Linked DNA regions of Sus scrofa: region 1 is linked to region 2. The links are chromatin contacts, called in public HiChIP or PLAC-seq maps. All regions are on one chromosome and are shown on one strand. The core of a region is the stretch at or near the end of the contact, and the rest is flanking DNA. Distances in the headings are between cores, read along the strand shown. Region 1 overlaps CCDC63 (coiled-coil domain-containing protein 63). Region 2 overlaps PPP1CC (protein phosphatase 1 catalytic subunit gamma).

The links. HiChIP or PLAC-seq counts read pairs in DNA pulled down with a chosen protein or histone mark.
Region 1: a contact with region 2 is called in an H3K27ac HiChIP or PLAC-seq map of alveolar macrophages. The contact joins two enhancer-like sites. A contact is called at or near these places in 10 of 47 Hi-C or Micro-C datasets (alveolar macrophages, blood, brain and 6 more) and 1 of 2 datasets of contacts at active chromatin or transcription factors (alveolar macrophages).

What each region holds. Positions count from the first base shown.
Region 1 is chr14:32,164,723-32,168,513 of Sscrofa11.1, forward strand. CCDC63 (coiled-coil domain-containing protein 63) reads left to right here. Exons shown (of 13, transcript XM_021072528.1): 5 at 3,031-3,220. Among named protein-coding and RNA genes, the nearest start is that of CCDC63, 26 kb to the left of the region's middle. Within about 2 kb of position 2,374, at least 8 of the 83 cell types and tissues checked have an H3K27ac peak or open chromatin away from gene starts, as enhancers often do. A contact at or near this core is called in alveolar macrophages, where this site is marked.
Region 2 is chr14:32,071,128-32,074,573 of Sscrofa11.1, forward strand. It overlaps PPP1CC (protein phosphatase 1 catalytic subunit gamma), which reads right to left. Exons shown (of 7, transcript NM_001044560.1): 5 at 2,348-2,571; 6 at 2,007-2,141; 7 at 345-746. The coding sequence ends at 657. Among named protein-coding and RNA genes, the nearest start is that of PPP1CC, 18 kb to the right of the region's middle. Within about 2 kb of position 1,339, at least 3 of the 83 cell types and tissues checked have an H3K27ac peak or open chromatin away from gene starts, as enhancers often do. A contact at or near this core is called in alveolar macrophages, where this site is marked.

The DNA.
Region 1 (3,791 bases), core at 1,124-3,623, 95 kb after region 2:
CCCATTCAGTAGAAATCTGTATATGATTTCTTTTCTTTTCTTTCTTTCTTTCTTTCTTTTTTTGTCCTTTTGCCTTTTCTAGGGCCGCTCCCGTGGCATATGGAGGTTCCTAAGCTAGGGGTTGAATCAGAGCTGTAGTCGCTGGCCTACACCAGAGCCGCAGCAATGCGGGATCTGAGACGCATCTGCAACCTACACCACAGCTCATGGCAATGCCAGATCCCCAACCCACCAGCAAAGCCAGGGATCGAACCCGCAACCTCATGGTTCCTAGTCGGATTTGTTAACCACTGCGCCACAACGGGAACTCCTGTATATGATTTCTTTTGCTGTGCAAAAGCTTCTAAGTTGGATTAGGTCCTAGTTGTTTATTTTTGCTTTTATTTATATTGCTTCGGGACACTGACCTAAGAAAACATTGATATGGTTTATATCAGAGAATGTTTTGCCTACCTTCTCTTCTAGGAGTTTTACGGTGTCGTGTCTTACATTCAGGTCTGATGGTTTTTCTTACATCTTACCCTTCTGTACCACACTCACCATAGCCTGATCCATTTGATGTGGTTTCACTGGTGGAACTGAGGCAGAAGGGAGTAGAAGAGTGGAGATAAACACCCATAAATAGAGAACTGGGTTGAAATGAATGAGGTGCTTAGGGTGCAATATTTAAGGAGGTGCTTTTTCCCAGCGCTGACCCTGCACCTCTACAGCTCTGAGAAGGAAGACCTCCTTAAATTTTGGGATGTCTCACTCCCTCACTCCAGTCCCAGCCCTGCCTACAAGGTGGACCAACTTTCCTTTTGCTTTTACCACCTCACCCCACCCCCCAAAGCCTAACTTTACAAACTCTCTGGTTCTCTCTCTTTTCTCTCCACCTTAACAAAGACCCTTGCCAAGAGGGGCTTAAGAGGGGAGAAAAATCCTGATGGCCAGGTCTAGAAGACAGGATGCTCTAGAACTGGGTGTGCATTCCTAGCAACATGTGGCTATTTACATTTGTAATTAATTAAAAGAAATAAAAATTCAGCTCTTCAATTGCACGAGTCACATTTCAAGTACTCAATACCCACACACACCTGGTGCGTGTGAAACTTTCTGACAGTGCAGCTGGAGAGCATTTCCATGGCTGGGGAACCATCTTTTGGACAGAGCTGCTTTAGAGCAGCAGTCGGCAAATGGCGGCCAATGGGCCAGGGCTGGCCAGATGCTTGTTTTAGTAAATAAAGTTTAAAAAATTTTTAAATTAAATATAGTTGATTTACAATATTGTGCCACTTTCTACTGTGCAGCAAAGTGACCCAGTCATACATGTGTATATATGTGTGTATATATATACTTTTTCTCACATTATCCTCCATCATGTTCCATCGCAAGTGACTAGATATAGTTCCCTGTGCTATACAGCAGGATCTCATTGCTTATCCACTCCAAATGCAATAGTTTGCCTCTATTAATCCCAGATTCCTAGTCCATCCCACTCCCTCCCCTTCCCCCTTGGCAACCACAAGTCTGTTCTCCAAGTCCATGTCTTTCCTTTCTATAGAAAATTTCATTTGTGCTGTATATTAGATTCCAGATATAAGTGAAATCATATGGTATTTGTCTTTCTCTTTATGACTTACTTCACTTAGTATGAAAGTCTCTAGTTCCATCCTATGTTGCTGCAAATGGCATTATTTCGTTCTTTTTTATGGCTGAGTAGTATTCTATTGTGTATATATGCTACATCTTCTTAATCCATTCATCTGTTGATGGACATTTAGGTTGTTTCCATGTGTTGGCTACTGTGAGTAGATACATATGGGTGCATGTATCTTTTTGAATTGTAATTTTGTCCAGATATATGCTCAAGAGTGGGATTGCTAGATCATATGCTAGTTCTATATTTAGTTTTCTGAGGTACCTCCATACTGTTTTTCATGGTGGTTGTACCAATTTACATTCCCACCAGCAGTGCAGGAGGGTTTCCTTTTCTCCATATCCTCTCCAGAATTTGTTATTTGTAGTCTTATGAATGATAGCTATTCTGACTGGTGTGAGGTGGTACCTCATTGTAGTTTTGTTTTATTGGTGCACAGCCATGCCTATTCATTTATGTGTTCCCTATGGTTGTTTCATTGAGTAGTTGCAGCAGAGACCCTATGGCCCACAAAACCTAAAATATTTACTCTTTGGCTCTTTATAGAAAAACCTTTGCAGACCCTTGCTCTCAAACATTCTTTGCTGTTCTAGAGTGGTGCTTCCAAAACTTGAAAGTGCATACAGATCACTTGAAGATCTTGTTACAAAGAAGATTCAGTAGGTCCTGGGTTGGGGCCTGAGCTGCTGCATTTCTCCAAGCTTCCAAAGAATGTTGAGGCAGCTGCAAACTGCGGTGAGCAATGGCTGTGGGCTGCCTAGACTTTGCCAGAAACTTGGCCTCTGTACCACTTCCTGTTGTTCATTTGCTGTGCAGTCGCCCAAGACTTCTTTTCTCTGTTTTAAGTCCCTGTTTGCCCACATCCCCCACCCCATCTTCTCCAGTGTATACAGACGGAGAGAAAGGAGACTCATGTCAGTCAATGCAATAAATCACTAGCCCCCGAGTAGAGGAGCTGGTGGTGGTTAGAGGTTCCTGGTGTCTCTGTATTGATGCACAACCAAAAGATCCTGCCTGATGGGTTTGCCTCTCATTACCAGAGATAATTGGCTGTAAAGCCAGTAAAGAAAGCTGCAAAATCAGACAAATGCCAGTGAGCTGCTGGCAGAAAGGAACTTGGGAGCTCTTACCACGTCTAGGTAATGGGTTTTGACAGGCACAGCTGCAAACTGTTCTGAGGAGGAAGAAAATGCTGCGGAGCAGTAAGTTGCATGAACTGGGTCAAAGGCGGTCTGAGTTCTAGACCTGGTTAGAGACTGTGGACAAGTCCCTTCCACTCGCTGGGGTGGGAAGTACCTCTCCGAGTCTCCTTTCAGGACCAAGGGTCCTGGAGTGTCTGATCCAGACAAACTCAGGGATTCAGGATTAATCATGTGCTGCTTTCCCAACAGCAAGGAAATCAAGACCCTGCAGGAGGAGCAGGATGAGATCACCCTGCTTTTAAATCTCATCAAGTCCTCCAGGAACTTGGATCTGAATGAGAAAAACTACGTGGAGCTGCGTTTCTTGCTGCAAACCAAGGAGGACTACGAGGCTCTGATTAAATCCCTGAAACTGCTGTTGGCTGATCTGGATGAGAAGGTGTGGTCTTTCTTTTAAAGGGTTAACCAGAACAGAGCAAGGGGAAGGAGTATGGGAGGTGCCTGTGATGCTTTAGACCAGATCTGACATCTCTACCACACTGCTCACCTTTGACTTTTCTAAACTTGACTTTGGTCACTGTTTCCACCACCATTGTAATCCCTGGTCTTTCACATCTATTGATCTATTTCCCCACTGTTGTCTCCAGCGTCTCCCTATTACACTTAGAATAAATGCCCAAATCCTTACTGTATCAGTCAGGAGAGGTTAGGTTATGCAGCAGTAACAAACATCCCTTCTCCCATTGGTTCATGTCTATCGTGGATTGTCTAGAGGCTCTTATATCCTTTCTTCCCCAGGCCAGGCTAATGGGATATCCTCCATCTTGAACATTGCCAGGTGTTGTGGTAGAAAAAAAGTGAGATCCTGAGGGTCTCACACTGGCAACAGAGTGGTCCAGGGACATGTGTCATTTCTGCTCATGACTCATTGGTTCCAGACAGTCTACCAAACCCATAATTACCCCAATACCCTTACCCACACCCCAAACAGTCAATTCCACCCATTCACA
Region 2 (3,446 bases), core at 89-2,588:
TATTTCAACAGAAACTTTGGCTTTAGGAAAGAGTCACAAACATTTAAAATAATGGCTTTAATCATCATTTTAAGTATACTGTAGGGGAAAGTGTGCTTTAATTAAATATACATACCAGTGATGCTGGCAAGGTTGAAAGTTACTCCTAATGTTTATAGCTATAAAAACTAGTTTGTACAGGACAAGACAATGAGAAAAAAAAGCAATCCCTTTGAAAAAAAAAAAAATTTCACAGTGGTTTGCATCAACAGTATGCATCTTATGACAATAACATGTACAGATTGAGCACCCTAGGGCTCTCTTTAAATCCTAGAGAAAAATGAACATTTACATTATTCATGGGCTGTACTGAATTAAAAAAAGATCAAATGTACACTCACTCCCCAAGACAGGATAAACTCTCCTGGGGTGTACAGCTTTAACACCATCATTAAAAGTTGTTTGTAAAAGAACAGAGAATTAAACAAAACATTTTTCCTTGGGAGAGTCTCTCATTTGCTGTTACAACCAGCAAATACCATTCATTAAGTCAAAATGGAACTGGGGGGCCCCACAAACACTATTTGAGCAAGCTGACCAATACACATTACAGTTTTAAAAATGAAGGTTATACACTATATGTTACAAGTCCCAACTAGGCAATGTCAAAATGACATCTATTTCTTTGCTTGCTTTGTGATCATACCCCTTGGAGGTGTTACAGGTCTCGTGGCATTCGGCTTCTTTTTCTCTGCAGGCTTTAAAATCTGCAAAGATTCAAAAGACAATGCATTTTAGGAAATATATTCAACCCTAAATCTTACATTTCACTCAAATCTTTGGTTCATAAAGATTTTTGTTTAAAACCGCCTCAACAACTTTGAAAGGCCCACTGGCACATTAACACAAACCAAACTGACAAACATTTTTGGTAATAAATGCTCTGATGAACAGCTAATACATATCATCTGGACAAATTATTTTGTTTCTGGAAAAAATGACAATTTTTAAAAGTCAGACTTTTAGGTATTTCTTCTGACACAAAGGGGGAAAGTTTAGAAGAGTGTTTCTCAAACCCCAAAGGGATTATGCCACAATCTCTGGGAGCTGCAACTTCTCCCTGATAGCTGATTTAAAACAAAACAACCAACTTATTTTAATTTAGTTAACTGAAGACTGCCATATGACTTCAGTGGCTATTTTGTTTACAACTAGGCTAGCATTAAGTCATACAAGTTTAATCATAATAAATGAATGAGAAAAAGACTGAAGCAGACTTTGTGTAAATGATTCTTTTGTGCCAAGTAAAGGCCAAATGATGTCATGGTGAATCAACAGAGGTTTTACAGAAATTAGACTAGAGAAAAGTGGTGGGAGAACTGAGTAATCACACAGCACATCTGGCACAAGACAGTTAGTACTCCTTTCACAGGCAAGCAGTGATTTAATTCTGGCTGAACGTTACACTGACATTGTAGTTTTAGACTTAAAGGAGGCAGAAATAAGCATAAGGCACAAATGCATTGTGGTTTCTATTTATCTAAATCATGTAAAAACAGTTAAATTCAAAACTGGGGGAAGGTCCTACAATAATTTATTTCCTTTAAAAGGGATTCACTCATTAATAAACTAGGACAAACACAGGTAAGGGAAAATAAAAATTCATTCCACGCAACATAAATTAGTAGGCAGAAAGAATTTTTTTTTTTTCCTTATTAGGGCCATACCCATGGCATATAGAAGTTCCTCACCTAGGGTTCAAATGGGAGCTGCAGCTGCCAGCTTACGCCACAGCTGCAGCAACATAGGATCTGAGCCTTGCCTGTGACCTAAACCATAGCTCACCGCAATGCCAGATTCCTGACCCACTGAGCAAGGTCAGGGATTGAACCCACATTCTCGAAGATGCTAGCCATACTTGCTACTGCTGAGCTACAACAGGAACTCCAAAAAACAGCATTAAAAAAAAAAAAAAAAAAAAAAAAATTCAGACAATAAAAGGAAACAGCATGGAAAACATCCTCTACCTGAAAAGAACACATTAGTGTTTCGTCCACACTCATCATGGCACCTGCATTGTCAAACTCTCCACAATAATTGGGCGCAGAAAACAGAGTGACCAACTGCCTCTTTGCAAAAAATTCATATCCATCTTCAACCACCTTGGAGAGAAAACGTTTTCAGTATAAGTAGGTGAGAATTTTAGGTGAGCAAAACCACTCTTCAGTTTCCCGTTGAGCCTGATATTCTGTAGGTCACTTCCAGAGACATTTTGTAAATAAGCAATACCTACCCACCAAAATCAACAAGGAGAATCTGTGCTCACACACATGCTCTTAAGTGTACATGTAAAATTCAAAATCAATACCTGATGGGCTCTACATATAAGATCCAAATCATGCTTATGGAGAAATTTTGCAACCACTTCTGCACCAAATGTGAAGGACACTCCTCTGTCATTTTCACCCCAGCCTAAGACATCTTTATCGGGGTCAGACCACAAAAGATCACAAAGAAGACCTTGATCTGGTACATCAGTTGGTCGCATAATTCGCCGAATCTGCTCCATAGATTGAAGATCTGGTGATAAACCTGTTAAATGAAAAACAAAAAAGTGAAATATACAGAACTTGAAAAAAAAGATGTCAGCACTTTTAACAGTTCCATCTGTCTACAGTGACTCTTAAAACAAAGGCTTACACGGAATCTTTGGCAATGTTTTCTTCCTTAGCTTTAGTTAAAAAAAGAAAGTGCACTAGACATGCATTATTACATGGACTAATTTGTGGGGCACACTGTGTTTAAACAGCACAAGAAAAGCTATCTCAACATACAGAGCCCTAGAAAATTAAAATCCGGTGACTTAAAAACTACTTTTCTGAACACCTTTCCAATTGATAAAATGTACATTCTAGATTTTATTATTGACCATTTGCAGTGACTGCATGCAGACACTAGGCGATGTAGCCTTCTAGGAAATCTGTGCTATTCAAGGACCCTCAAATTTATTAGACCAGCTCAGATGTAGCTATCATCTGAGTTTGAAATCACATGCCCACCTCTGCCAAAATCAGTTTAAGTATGTAAGGAGGGTAGGGATAATGGATTTATTAAAATACACTGTGTGACTCTTTAATGGTTGTCTAATTTCTGACCACAGATGAAAAGAAATCCTCTTTGCAATTATTATAATTAATCATACATAGGACAACCACTGAGCAAAGTAACTGTTATTTAAGAAAAATTTCTGAAAAGAGGATCAAAAACACACCAAGGGAAAGTCTATCCACATTTTCAGTATTTTAGAGGATCCATGGCATAGCATATTGTTTATTTTATATTCAAAAATGCTTTCAGCGCTGTTTTCAAATCAAACTATTACAGAGCCTTGAACTCCCTGTAACAAGTCAATTGCTTACTCCAGACTTGTATCCAAATTATCCTGGACATGCCAGAGTGGACCCATG